2 separate regions of the Mus musculus genome follow, and region 2 is linked to region 1. A link is a contact called in public HiCAR-type data. All regions are on one chromosome and are shown on one strand. Each heading gives the region's core, a stretch centred on a gene start, on an enhancer-like site or on the middle of the called end of the contact. The rest is flanking DNA. Distances are from core to core; before and after follow the strand shown. Region 1 holds the start of Otulin (OTU deubiquitinase with linear linkage specificity). Region 2 overlaps Ank (progressive ankylosis).

What was found. HiCAR-type assays count read pairs that join an accessible place to other places.
Region 2: a contact with region 1 is called in a HiCAR-type map of astrocytes, with 3 times the contacts expected there. The contact joins the enhancer-like site here to the promoter of Otulin in region 1. A contact is called at or near these places in 8 of 39 promoter capture datasets (the 3T3-L1 cell line, 3T3-L1-derived adipocytes, hippocampal neurons and 4 more), 11 of 484 Hi-C or Micro-C datasets (B cells, bone marrow-derived macrophages, centroblasts and 5 more), 6 of 115 datasets of contacts at active chromatin or transcription factors (CD8 T cells, astrocytes, bone marrow-derived macrophages and 2 more) and 2 of 9 other capture datasets (adipose tissue and liver).

Annotation. Positions count from the first base shown.
Region 1 is chr15:27,626,223-27,633,656 of GRCm38.p6, reverse strand. Otulin (OTU deubiquitinase with linear linkage specificity) reads left to right here and starts at 2,964. Exons shown (of 7, transcript NM_001013792.2): 1 at 2,964-3,199. The coding sequence starts at 3,048.
Region 2 is chr15:27,571,931-27,579,285 of GRCm38.p6, reverse strand. The region is part of intron 8 of Ank (progressive ankylosis); the gene reads right to left. Among named protein-coding and RNA genes, the nearest start is that of Mir7117, 4.1 kb to the right of the region's middle. Within about 2 kb of position 2,990, at least 47 of the 459 cell types and tissues checked have an H3K27ac peak or open chromatin away from gene starts, as enhancers often do. A contact at or near this core is called in astrocytes, where this site is marked.

The DNA of each region.
Region 1 (7,434 bases), core at 1,715-4,214:
ATTCTTTCTCTACTCTTAACTGTGGAAGAGACTACGTGCTTCAGGTTCCTGCTGCCTAGACCACCCTGCAATGATGGGCTGTAACCCAAGAATTTTGGTCCAAAATAAGCCTCTCCCTCCAAGTTTGTTTCTTTTCTTTCCCTGCCCCTCCCCCACCCCCACCCCACCCCCCAACAATGGTGAATACAACTAAGAGGCATAACCACCCAAGGAGTAAGATCCTGGGAGGGAGACTATTTGTCCTGAAGGTGTGTCCAAAGCTCCAGGCCACCCACCAGATGGAGAAGCACACAAACAAGCCATGGGTAGGCCAACTGCCCTGATCAGCTGACCTTCTCATGCTTCACCCTAGTAAAGCCTTACTAAGAAAGGCCTTGGTCACAACCTTTCTTAGGATTCTCCTGCTACACACACACACACACACACACACACACACACACACACACACACCCCTCACTCCTTTCTAATCTCCACCCTTAAATTCATTCTTCGAGTTTTCTGGAAACTCCTTGACTTGGGTGCCTGTTGGTTTTCTAGGATTTTAGCCCCCTGAAGTTATGGAGTGCTGAATTTAAAGACATCCTTCACTTTCTTCCCATTTCACTCCTTCCTGCCTATTATCACCAAATGTGATGGATACATATGAGATTCTGTGGGTGTGAAATGTGAATGTGGAAACTGCTAAGGGCTAAATTACAACTCAGAGCCCAAGAGCTAACGTAGTTCCATCTGGGCAATAAAGCTTATTTCTGAATTCTTATTTTGAATTCAGGCTCTTTACCTGTTAGACTCGTTGCAAACATATTTAGTGTGGTAAAATTTTAGATATCTTCATCTTGAGCCTTGTATTAATTTCCTCAGACTATTGTAACAAAAAACAACAAATCAGAGGGCAAACAACAGAAAGTTAAAGTTTTGGAAGCTGAAAGTGTGCTGTGAGATTGCTGGCAGGGTTAAGCTTTAGCCAAAGAGTCTTTGGATAGCCTTTGTTTGCTTTATCTTAGCTTCTGGTAAGTTCCATCATTCCTTAGGTTTTAGCTGCGTTCCTTCAATCTCTGTCTTCTTCCCCACATGGCTTTATTCCCTCTGCTGTTTATCTGTCTGTGTGGTCAGTCTCTCCTCTCAAAACACCAATCAATAGCTTTACAGGACACCCCAATCCAACATGACATCACCTTACTAATCTCATAGACAGAGATTCTTCCCCCATCCCCCGGCCCCCCGAAGTCAGATTGGGATGTTCCAGATGGACGTGAACTGGGTGATGACCTACTACAATCCTTCCTCCTTAAGTTCCTCAACCAGTTTGCTTACCATTTTATGCTTTGAATTTTCAGCAGGTGTGTTTCTTACTTTTTAAAGAAAAAAAAAAAAAAGGAAAAGAACACCTCAGAGTTATTTGTCTCAAGACAAACGTTCTTTCTTTCTTTCTTTCTTTCTTTCTTTCTTTCTTTCTTTCTCTTGTTTTTGTTTTTGTTTTGTTTTGTTTTGTTTTGTTTTTTTGAGGCAGGGTTTCTCTGTGTAGCCCTGGCTGTCCTGAAACTCACTTTGTAGACCATGCTGGCCTCGAACTCAGAAATTCGCCTGCCTCTGCCTCCCAAGTGGTGGGATTAAAGGCGTGCACCATCTCACCCAGCACAAATGTTCTTTCTATAGTTTATCCTCTTATGTTCCCACCTCCCCGAGTTTATCTTTACAGGTTCTTTACAAAGAACATAGCCCTCCCCTGAAAGAAAGTAAGATAGTTTAGTCTGGAGCCAAGGAAATATGAGGCACAATGGTCCAGGAACACAGATTTGACTTATTCCAAATAGTCTCCATATGCTCCAGCCTAATGGCTTCCTTGCTTTTTTGTTTGTTTGTTTGTTTTTTTAAATAGTAACAGAACAAATCAAACATTAAGTCAAAGGTCTTTCTAAAACGCATCAGGTAGATGGTAGAAATGTTTGTTAAATGTTTGTTATGTGATCTGATGTTATTCTGGCCGTAAGTCTGTAGATCCCAATGATTTACCTAAAAGCTATAATGAGGTTGGCAATAAATGGCTATTAAGGAGAACTGAAGATCGCCCAAGACTGTGCAGCTTACTCCTAATCGGTAATATTCTAGCTCTCCATAATCAAGGACGTTTTAATCACCCAATCAGCCTTGGGGATGTTTAACACTAGTGTGCTCCCCTCACCTCTGAACATCAGTTTAGTCCTATGCTTTAATATTTAACTGCAGGCAAAAATGATCTTTCATAAATGGCCTTATAGAGAGAACACGGAAAAGACGAAGCTCAAGCTTATCAATCTAAACTTGGCTTTTTATGATCTGACTTCCAATCTTACTTTTCGGTTCTGCCCCTGAACCTATCTGCAGGCTTCCGAAATGTCCCTGCCTCGCTATTGCTCCATACTCGGGTTCTGCCTCAAGGCTGGAGCCATGCCTACTAACTCACCCACTCTCCCCGGCTTCTGCGCCTCCACGGTCATACCTTGGAAATCTGTTAATGTCAGCCCTTTACTCTTACTCTTAAATCGATCACATGAAGCAATCTAATTCAAGATGGCACAGAATGTTGTGCTTGCTCAACTACGACCCCACAGCCGAGGTCAAGGCCACGTGGGCTCCAGAGGCCGCGCTGGCACTGAGGAACGGTGCCAGCAGAACTTTTAGGGGACCAAGGATGAAGTTCTGTACCGAGGTAAGTACTACCCGGCATCCTAACTCTCTCAACTCCACACCGCCCAGCCGCGTGTCCTGCCCAGCCTCCAACATCCCCCAACACCACCTACTGAGCCCGGACATGCGCAGTGGGCACACGGCGCGGGCCGCTCCAGGCTCCGCGGCTCAAATCCGCTCTGCGCAGGCGTCCTCCCTCCATTCCCAGCCCCGCCCGTTCCAGGTCCCCTAGCCTCTCGCCACGCCCCCTTGCTGCAGGTCAAAGGTCGCGGGGCGGGCCACAGTGACGCTTACGGAAGCGCTCTGCGGACCTCGCGGGGTGCGGGGCAGCGCAGCCACGGCTCCGGACGGCGGGACGGCAGGGCCCGGCGTGGCCGCGGATGAGTCGGGGAACCATGCCCCAGCCCGGAGCGTGGCCCGGTGCAAGCTGCGCCGAGACGCCGGCGCGCGAGGCCGGGGCCGCGGCGCGGGACGGCGGGAAGGTGACGGCCGGCGCGCAGCCCCGGGCCGCGACGCGATGCCCGGCCGAGCAGTGAGTGAGCGGGGCGGGCGTGGGAGCGGGCGCGGGCGCGGGGCTGCGTGGGTTCCCTCGGTTTCAGGTCGGCTACCCAGACCGAGCAGTAGAGAGTCGGGAGTGTGGACCCTGTCACAGCTCGGTCACCCAGGCCGCCACACTCCCGCTTTGACAACTGTCCAATCCTGAAGTTAGGGAAAGCGCTAGGAATTTGGGAAAGAAATCCAGAGAGGCCCCTTTAATGATCCACTGACTCCCTGTAGCTCTTTTCCCCTAACCTAGCTCGGAGGAAGTGAGTTCGCCCCAGTAACAGCCACAGAATTGTCCTGCGATGTCACCACTTGAAGAGTTTCCCACCTGTTGGACAGACTTTGGCCACAGGCTGGCCCTCTCCGTTTTACCCCGTCAGACCCTGGCTAGGTATTCCTACCACTCTTTGCTTTTACACACACACACACACACACACACACACACAGGCACACAGTTTTAGAGCAGTTCCTTATTGACTGTGAAGAAAAACAGTAAGTTAGAAGCGATTTCACTGTGCAGGGTTTGGAGGTGTCTACTGAGTTCGTGGCACAGTTCTAGATGTCTTTGGACTTAGAAAATCAAAAGCTCCGACAGTCAGTTTTCTTATGATCCAAAAGTTAAAGCATAAGGTGTGTCTAGATGGACCTTTAGAGCTCTTTCAATTTCCTAAGAAGGGGTCTTTTGAAGCCTTGTTAAGGAAGACGGGATATAATAGCAGCTCAGTTGTGAGGTGCTTTGCGGTGGGCTTTGACCGCTTTCGTTTATTGAGCGCCCGAGTGTGATGGTAATTATTCCTGTAATGAGCTAGTGGTAACAGGAAAGGTATAGAGTGGGAAGCCTTAACCTTCTCTAAGAGCTAGGCTGCCAATTAGCGTTAGTGACATTGTCTGTTAGCTTTGGGACTTGGGGAGCTTTTAGCTCTTTATTTGGGTCAGCATTATCTAAGCTTCAGCCATAGTTGCTGTAGTCAATGAATCTAGATAGCCTGGTTTTTTTAAATGAAATGTCCTGATTCTTAAGTAGGGACACTTATTTTTCTTTCTATTGAGCTCCTTTATATTACAGGGCCATGTTTGAGTTGGTCTAGTCTGTGGTTGCCAGGTTGAAACTGTCTAGGTTAGAGATGTCTCTTTCCTCTGCTCTTCCTCTGCTTCCTGACGGCTCTGCCTTTCAGCCTGCTTTCCTAGTCCATTCCTTTCCTGGATGCCCAGCCTTTTAAGCCCTGCACCTCAGTCTTACCCTAGCAGTTTCACATGCCTTGAAAGATACCTGAGCCTTTGAGGCCAGAACCACATTCTCCAACGTACACACAGTTGTTTGGAAGGTTTTCTGGTGTGGTGGTTCTCACGAACACCTTGGGGAACGGACCTCAAAGGGAAGGAGTCTTCACACTGCTGTTAGTCTTAAAGCTGAAACCTGGGTTTGTCATCTCACTCTTGAGGAAACAGGTGCGGATTGTGTTGTTAGGCAGGGAGAAACAGGTAGGAGATTTTAAGACCATGGTTCTTGACACCTCCCCCCCCCCCCCCAACTCCCTACCCCTTACCCCCTTCTTCTTGACCTCCTCAGCAACACTGGACAGAGAGGCATGGCTTATAACCACGCCTATGTTTGTAATTTGAATGTTATTAGCTGTTTCTTTTTTTCCTTACTGCCTGTGTTGGCTTTAATTGACCCATTTTCTCTTGACTCTTCAGGTGTGGAAATGAGGCTAGTGTATAGTGTAACTCACAAGTATTACTGGTTAATACACCACACTGCTAGACCATTTTGCCTTTCTGACTCAGCCTTACATGAGTAGTGGATTGGGCTCTTTCTCTCTGTGGGGCTTTTCTAGGGTCCCGTATCAGAGAAACAGTAAATAGTTGACAGTGTAATATGTGCGTATGTGATATAAGCCGCTTAATAGTTTGGCTATAAATTTAATGCTGTTAAGAATGTGCGTTTAAATCTGTGTTAGGCTCAGGGGTCAGACCTCTCCACTCAGAGTTATTGAAAATATTTTTACCTTAAAATAGGGACCATGGTGAGATTGGATATGATTTGAGATATGCTATAGCGTTATTTTTACTACATTTGAGGGAGATTGGTTATGAGTGTAAGTCCTAGGCAGCCTACAGGTGAATTATGAACTTGGGGTTTGGCTCTAGTAGCTCAGCTGTTCTGATTTCTTTTTAATAAGCTCACCGCATTTCACAGGGGAAAGGACTGGGGAAGAGGGACACCCAAACCACATGTATACACTGCCTCCTGCACAAGCCCCAAGGGATGGTCACTGTAAAGCTGGGAGTCCCATTTGAAGAGGCCTGACATTAGACCAGAGTAACTGACCTTGTGCAGGTTCCCCGGCTGCTCACATCACAGGCCTCCTTTGCTCCATCTTCCCTTCCCTTCATCCTTTCATGTGGGGAACCCTTAGACAGTCATACCACGCTATCCTCCTCAAGGGCGTGACCAAACCGGAAGTGGTTAGGGAAGTCACAGACTACCCCGTGCGCCTTCTCAGTCTACTTGAGGATGGGACTGGGGTTTACTCTGAGATTGATGCTGGGTATGCTCTTGTATGGAGGCATACCAGTCGTCTGGGAAGCCCGATGAAATTGAGTGCAAACTTGTGTTTCTAAGCTAAGGTATTCTTCAAGGGTCTGCGAGCACACTCCTCTATGTGTTAGGCTGTTTGCAGGGATTGTCAACCCTCGTTTATGCTGTTTTCTGTCCTTGCCCAGCCTAGCTTCCAGAGTGGGGTAAGAAGGCGTGTAGCTGTGGGGATGTAGTGGACTCCCTCTCCTTTCCTCACGCAAGGAAGACCCCGCTTGAGGAGTCACCCAGGATGTTTCCAGACCTCCTTGTTGCAGGCAGCTGTGTTGTCCTTATGCGCTTCTGGAAGTCACATGGAGCAGGATGAGCTGACATGGAAAGTCCACTTGCAGAAGTGGGTGGAATTTTGGCCTAGGTGCTGGTACTTTCCTGTATGTGTTCTGTTGTTTATCCTCTCTGCAGTCACCAGACTAGACAAAGGCTAGGCCTAGTGGTCTTTACGTTTCTGGGTCTGGGTAGGAAGATGTGTGGTGTCACATTGGTTGACTCCACCTTACCAATACTGCAGAGAGGGCTGGAAAAATGGCTAGTGGTTAAGAGTCCTTGCCGCCCTTGTGTAGGACCTGGTTTAGGCTCTCACTCAGCACTTACAGTTACCACCCGTAACTCCAGTACCAGAGGATCCCGCCCCCTCTTCTGGCCTCAGGATCTAGGCACACGAATGGCATACAGATATGCATTCAGGGAAGCAGTCATGCACATAAAGTAGTAAATACCAAAATAAATGCTGCTTTTTAATAACAAGAAAACAGTAGTGTTTGTAAGCTGTGCATAGACGTTAGAATTGGTTGTTTTCATTTCATGTCTTGAATCAGAAATTGAAAATATGGCTTCATAGAAATCTGTTTCACTGACCTCTGCCTTTAATTTTACAGTTTTCTTGGAAATAGTATAATTTTGTTTGCACTAGTAAGCATTTGCAAACAAGTCTTAGCTGGATTTAGTACTTCTTTCCTGTAATGCCAGCACTCCAAAGGCAGAGTTGGAGAAGGATCAGGAGTTCAAGGCTGGCCTAGCTCAATCTCCCTCCCACAACACACAGACACACACACATACACACACACACACACACACACACACACACTCTTACCTTTAAAATTTGTTGATATGGAAATCTGTGAGCAAAGGAAGAGGTACTAGTTATAATTTAGCATGTACTGGAGCTTACTCAGTTTGGCATGTTGGATTCAGAATAGAGTAGTCTAGCTCATGAGAAAATGGGTAAATAGTATTTATTGGGAACTTGAAAACAGATCCTTTCAAATAATGCCAGGATGCGAAACTAGGAAATTTCTAGTTAGGAGTTATTATCATTTTGGTTTAAAATTTAACTGTACAGTTGAAGTGTAACTAGCATGTCTGGACATGGAGTCATTTCTCACCCTACTGTTTTTTGGCTGTCATGGTTTAGGAGAGAAGTCTTTGCTGTGGTGATCATCTGAGTCTGAGGTCCTTCCCAGAGTGGACATGTCTTTCCCAGTAAAAGTTGCCATTCTTTCAGCTCTGTCAGCATTGATGACTTTATCTTAATATTGCCCCCTTCCTTGCATTGTTTCATTATCTTTCCCTCCCATTACAAAAGAGCTCAGCCCTCCACCAGCTCCACATTCCCAGCGTGGCCAACG
Region 2 (7,355 bases), core at 1,741-4,240, 54 kb after region 1:
GATTAACCCCGACAGTGACTAACACGCCTGTAGTGCATGCAGGGTGGTAACACTGGACAAAGGGTAGATTCATGTACTGGGCAGGAATAAACAAGATGGCACGGGATTTCACTCTGCTATTCAGAACTGTACTTATAAACTTTCTGGAACTTTCCATATCGTGCTTTTGCTCTGTGGTTGACCACAGGTAACTGAAACCACAGAAGGAGAATCTGCGGCTAAGGAGGGCTACTGTACTTTATTTTTTCTCTAAAGTACCTGTTAGTGCCTGTAGTTAGAGGTATAAGGACCACCCAGAGATAATACACACCCCTTAATCCCCTCAACTAGTAAATATACTTTCTCTGGTAACAGGTGTGATTAAATGAAGGCCTGTGAAGCAAGACTATCTGGGTGGATCCAGAATGCTTCAGGTTCTAGCTGAGGGCCAATGCACTCCACAGCTGTCAGTTAAGATCCCTCTCCACACAGAAGGGCAGGCCTCTGGCAGCTCTCAGGGACTGGCAAGCAGGTTTTCTTGTCATTTGCCACATAGGCTGTTTCCCAATACTGTCATTCTCTGGGGGCTCAGAAGAGACGACACAATCCCTAAGAACGATTTGGTGGTGCTGTTCAGACCTCTTACTTGAGTCTGAAAAAGTGGCCCATCTGATCCAGAGCTCTGAGAACAGCACCCATGGAACAAAGCCCAGGGCACCTCCCTCTCCAGCCTGGGTTCTAAGGGCAGCTGCACGGGGTCATGCTGAGGCCCTGGCTGTTCAAGCCAGACACCCCGTCTGCTGACCCAAGACGGTGCTGAGTACTTCACATTGTCCCTGACCAAGAGATCTCTCACCGCAGCAAAGGTTCCCCGTGGCATCTTAGCCTTTGGACCAGATGCCCAGGGTCTTTATTGAGCTGGCTTTAACCTAAGCAGCCGAGGATGAGCTGAGTTTCTGATCCGATCTGTTTCTACCTCCGCCATGCTAGGATTATAGGCATAGGTCACCACTCCCAGTTTGTGTAGTGCAGGGGTGTGGCTCTGTGTCGCTAGGGAAGCCGCTCACCAAGTAACCATATCCCCAGCCCTGCATTTCCTGGTTTCTATGTAGACAGGCTGGCTTCAGGCTCACGAGGAGATCTGTCATTTCTGCACCACCATGCCCAACAAGTTAATATGAGAGAGAGACAGACAGACAGACAGATACTGACTTTCAGTTTCGCTGGGTCCTCACCTGCTCTGAGCAAGGAAATCAATCTGTTTCAGGCTTCCAAGGGGAGGGGCAAAGCTCTTACCAGAGCAGCGGCCAGGCACAGCATCCTGTGGTCTCTCTGACAGTTCTCGGGGTTTCAGTGGGGTTGGTCCCAGTCCCTTCTTCCTAATACTGTTCTCTTATCTGCTTCCCGGGATGGGTTTGGGGTTTGTATTTAAATTGTTCTAATAACATATTTTTTTTTCCTCGTAGCCACAGAACATCTTCAAACATGCTTCCTGGAAGTATATTAATTATCTTTCCGCTTCCTCACTCTCGGACAAGCCAAAGGGTTCCTGGTCTAGCTACTTTTCTCTAGGATTATTCTGGTCTTCAGTATTAAGTTGAGGATACCTGTGCAGTCTTGGTAGGCAGTGCCATGCCGTGGTGGGTGATGTGCTGAAACATAACCTCCACTGGGAGACTTTAAGTGGGTGGATGTATAATTTGAACAGTGTTTCAGGTGGGGCTTCAAGGAAGTTATTGGTTAGAGTGGACCCTGGTTGGGGAAAGACCAAACCCAAGCATAAACATACCTCCTGTCTCCTGCTATTTGAGGACCTTGACCACAGAATTCTGAGCCAAAATAAGTCTCTTTTCATTAAAACGTACCAAATTTATGGGCCATGTTATTAGCAATTGGACATATTCTAATACATTTTGTAAGTTTCAAGACAGGAGGCAGGATTTTGCAAGGACCCAGTGGAAGTATACTAAAAGAATAAAAACTAAGCAGTTACCTAAATCTAATCTTGGGGACTGTTGCTCTCAGATTTACACAAACCATCAGCCATGACACAATGAAGCTCCCAAGGGCAGGCCGAGTGCCTCCTGCAGGCTGAGTGCAGCCCCTGTAGAGGAAGGTGCAGAGCTGCCTGCAGTCTGAGTACTTCCTAACTAAGTGCCAAAGATGTCATATGTAACTAAAGAGATGGAAGCTGGAGAGTGGAAGTCTGATGAGTCAACCTTGTGGCCTCAGGTGACCACAAAAAGATTGCTTTCTTGGAGGAACATCAGTAGATTAAATTGCCAGGGTTACAGTGACCAAAGATTTACATCTGGATGTTTTAGAGCAATAGGAAGGGACAGTGGCCCAGGTGTAAGGATACAATTAGGATGGGTGAGGCCAGGCCTCTACAGCAGGAGAACTCATGATAGCCCCAAAGGCTTCTGAGTCTGCATCCACATGTTCCCTTTTATAAGAACACCAGCCACACTGGATTTGGGGCCAAGCTTGCCCATAGAACCTGAACCCCATTTCCAAATAAGGTTGCCTTCTGGGACGGGGGTCAACATTGCAGCATATGAACAGATGCACGTCGTCAACCCATGACAAATAGAGGAGAAAATCCCAGGCATGTTCATGGTCTCCCTCCTTTTTATTAACTGAGAGAGTTAACAGATAAACTACAGCTCAGGCAAGTAACCTAACTGATACCAGTTCCTGCTTCAGGCCCTCGTCTTCACCACGGCTCCGGCAGGTCAGAGTGACATCGATTTTAACTTCGTTTTGTGTACACGTGTGTGCGCATGTGTGTGCAGCCAGGAGTGTATGTGCAGACACGGGAGCCACTGGTTAACAGACACTGTCTCTCATCACTCTTCACCTTGGCTTTGTCCTCTCTGAACCCAGAGCTGGCCCATTTGGCTGGACCCGCTAGGCAGTTAGCCCCAGAGAGGTGTCCCTGCCTGTCCTTCAGACCACTGTGAGCGCCTGTGCATGGCTTTCATGTGGGTGAGATCAATAACTTCTCTTTGAAGAACCAGACCCTAAATTCCAACAGGTCCTGAGCTCAGATGCCCTTGTATCTACTATGGCATTCCAACGGGTCTGCTTCTTCCTCTGTCGTAGGTGGCAGTGACATACTCAGCTCACACCTGCCTTCTTCCCCAAGCAGCTCTGACTAGTTGAAGCTGAGGGCTTGGTTCTCATGTGAACAATGGGATACAGTGTGGAGGCCTGGCAGTCCTCCAAACTTGGCATGACCCAAGTGCCTTTGCATTCCACACTTGCATTCTTAACATGGGTCAGCTCACCAAAACCCAACCTTAGCCAAAAAACATTATGTCTAATTTACTGGTTTCTAAACTATACATCTGCAGAAATTCATCTGACGTTCACAACCTGTACTGGAAAGGCTCACAGCATCCCAGGGAGTGGGGGAGAGCTTTCTGGTTTGGGGGCTCCTCACCCTGCTGTTTTATGCACACCTATACCTCTGTCATTCTGTCCGTCTTCCCGTGGCAACCTCCCGTCTCTGACAAATCGACCGTTCCTCCCTCTCACCATCTTACCCTCTCCACTGTCTCCTCCCCATGATCCTTGCTTTCTAAGTGTCTGACTTTCATGGGGTCTGGCATTCAGGGGGTGTTGGGATGGCTGCGTAGGTTGTCCACTGCCCAGAAGTGCCTTGCCAGCTCCACCTGCCAAGATCCATTTGGATCGTTGCCTCTCTCCACTGTGTACAAAGGGGCCAGAGAAGGCCCCCAAGTCAGCCAAGTCCCTGCTTTGCATAGATTCTTTTCCACTTCTCCTGGAGAAGAGGGGCCCTGTTCTTGGCACCAGCTCCCCAAAACTAAAGCAGTGGAGAATCTAAAAAGAGAAATGCCCAGTGCTCTTAAAGGGCCATTTGTGAGGTCAGATGGAGGCCAGTCTACTGTTAGCAGCCGAAGCTGTTAGAGATCCTCTGTTCACCCACGATTTGTTGAGTCAGGAAGAGTTCAAAGGAGAAGGGATCCCCAAACGAGATTTGAATTAATGAGAAGAATTCTGTAAATTTAGCAGCCATATCTACTGGCTTTTATGGAGCTGGCCTAGGTTGTGGAAACAGGTGCTCTGACATCTGTTTCTGTGACACCTGTGCCCCGGCAGTATGACTGGGAAGACATGTGCCACTCTGGTGAGTGATTTTTTTTTTTACTTCAGCCCCAAATCTAGAGCCCATCAGGAAGTATGACAAGCATTGTGGGCATGCGTGAGGGAGAGCTTCGTGGGCATGCATGTGGTAAAAGCTTTGCAGGTATGCATGTGGGAGAGCTTCATGGGCATGTGTGTGGGACAGTTTCGCGGGCATGCGTGTGGGAGAGCTTTGTGGGCATATATCAGTAAGGATTTTCAGCCCAGGTTAGCCAGTTCCTTCCCCAGCAAGAGAAGTCTCCCTCATTGCCTGCTCGAGACTATCCTCTCCTCATGCTCACAACATAGTCTATCGAGATGAACAGCCTTCTAGGACTCACTAGTTGTCACAGGACTTAATAGTCACAAATGTGAAAGCAACTGTGGGTTCTGACAAAGTGGCAACTACACACATGGCTACCTATTCTTTGTGTTTGGCTCCGTATCTGGACCACTAGTTTGCACTTTAACCCCTCCTGTATGGCTACTGTACAGCATCCTCACAAGCAAACATCCCCTTGATACAGTTCTTGTGAATTTTTGTCCTCTTTTCTTTAGATAGCAGCTTGTGGGGATCCAGTCAAGTTGCTAATCCCAGTCTATTCCCTCCTTGTTCTTAGGGGATTAATTATCTGGCAATCTACTCTTTTGGACTGGGCCTTTGAGACCCACCAAAGATTCCAAACCTTTCTTTTATCTCACTGATCAGGTGGTCTGCAGACTAGACTGTTCTCCTATGAGGCATGATCGGAAGCATGAACAGCAGGATGCTAACATGTTACAGCAGCAAACGCTGTTTCCCTGCCTCACTCTCCTCCTGAATTCACTTCCTCACACAGAGCAGGCCCCATAGTGAGAGGTGGCAGCTGATTGGCTGATTCGTAGGTTATCATGGATGGGTAATGTAGCTCTAGGTTATGTAGATTTGCTTGTGAATGGCAAGAGAGTCAGACGACCAGTAGATGTGGAAGAATTAATGTGTCATGTGATATTACAAGGCACACACACACACACCCTGACAGTTAAAGGTTCGGTTTAGAACAACCTAATTTTACATTTTCTACATAAATTTTTACATAGAAAATTTAGCGTCAACTCCTCCAGCCAAGATGTTGGATCAACAGACTGAACCGAGCCACAAATTCAAATACTGTCACTTATAATGTAAAAAAAACTCTGTGCTTGGGTAGAGTCACTTATTCTAACTTGTTTCTTTTTCTGAAAATTAAAATCTTTTAAATCCTCATCTCCAAATCTCCTTCCAATAAGGGCTTCTGCATCCTTATGTCTAAGGTGGTCTCACACCGAGAGATCTGGGATTAAACATAAGAAATCAACATCTGCCTGGGAGAGAGTTATAAGTATTTCTCCAGATCCTGTCATTATTTTAAACTTGCTAAAGATCAAGTTTACAGAGGTTCAAATTATTGGCCATGAATCATAGTGAGGAAGGCTCTTCTCCTCTCAGGGGCGTGGGGTGTCCTCCATCACTCAAGCCCAGCTATGAGAAGGTATGTCCACATAAGAGAAGGTAGGTTGAGCCTTCGAGCCCCGAACTGTTGGCTCTGAGCAGATTAGGCTCAGTCCCAAAATCTGGCTTCAAGTCATCTTTTGACTCCAAGTCATTTAACAGTCTCCAAAAGCTGAGGTCTGTTCCTGGAACAGAAACTTCTCTGGTTTTTTTCCTAAAAATACCCTTTTGAGTAGTTTCAAAGTTGTTCAATGTTTTGCTAACATTTTAGGGAACTATGGAAAAACTGGCACACCATAGGAAGAAAGAAAAAAATGGCCAACAGGAGAACAGGTCACCTGGGGTCACTGGTCAACTCCAACTACAGATGTAGTCAGAACTTTCTTCCAAGCTAGGAGACTTGGGTTCAGTGTGTGTCACCCCACTTCACAGGGACAGGTGGCTGACAGGTAGTGTTGGTGGTGATGGGGCTTCAGGGTCTGATGTTGTGACTAAGTGGTTCCAAAGGCTTTCTGTGATTATATGTCTTGTGTTGTCAAACACGATTCAGATGTTGGACCAGACTGTAAGCTATAGGTTGTGAGTGGCCCCTGGAGGTTTGAAGCACACTCAGGGCCTGCTTCTCAAGGACAGTCAAGCGGAACAGTTCTGAGGGCTATGGTGAACGGGGCAGTCACTGTCTACCTGTTCCCAGGAAGATGCCTCAGCCCTTGGTCCTCTGTGTGGGCTGTTCACGATGACTGCAGAACGCATTCAGGCAGTCAGTGTACAGTATACAGTATACAGTATAAATGGATGTTAAGTTGTACAGGACTTCAGGAGTAGTATAGCCAAAGCAACAAAGGAAAACTGAGCTAAGTTCAAAAGATTCCTTGATCCCTTAACAATCTCACGGCACAGCTGCTGTGTGAGTTGGCTTGTTGTTCCTTGCCTTTCGCCAGTAGTAAGCGGTTAGACTGTCAGTCTTAGATTGTACAGTATGTCCTTTGACTTCTACAGCATGTACACCTTCCCTCACGCTTTCTGAAAATTGTCTTTCCACGTGGGGGCTTGGTAAAGCTAGGATGTGTTGTTTCCTTAAGAATGTACATCCAGACTCCTGGGAGGCAGAGGCAGGCAAATCTCTGTGAAGTCTAGGTTAGCCTGGTCTACACAGTGAGTTCCAGGCCGGTTTGTGCTACATAGTTAGACTCTGCTAAGAAGAGGAGGAGGAAGAGCAGGAGGGGGGGAGGAAGAAGGAGAGGGAGAGGAGGAAGAAGAGGAAGAGCATGTATATCCAGACACCAACAGCTCCCTGTTGTCCACTCTCAGACACAGCTGTGTCCTCTGTACTTATACAGACTTGATGGGGCTCAGGAGAGGCCCTCATAATATGGCCAAGTAAGTCAGCTGTATCAGTACAATGTAATTAGGAAAGCCATTTCTAGAGAAAATATACTAATTCAATTATGGATGGGGGCAATGGCATCGGCAGAGCTGACTTGAAGTTTTAAAGATGAATTGGAGATTCTATAGCAAGAGAATAGCACCAGCTGGAGGTACAGCTCCCAGAGAAAGTTTGCCTAGCATGTGCAGTGCTCTAGGTTCAAGTCCTAGAGACATGCAATGCCTGCCGGGTGGCATGGTCTGACAGAAGGTCTGGAGTCCCAGCACTTGGGAGATGGAGCGATCCCATAGGGCAGGCTGGTTAGCTACAGTAGCTGAATCATCAGGACCCAGGATAAATGAGAGACCCTGACTCAGTCAATAAAACAGA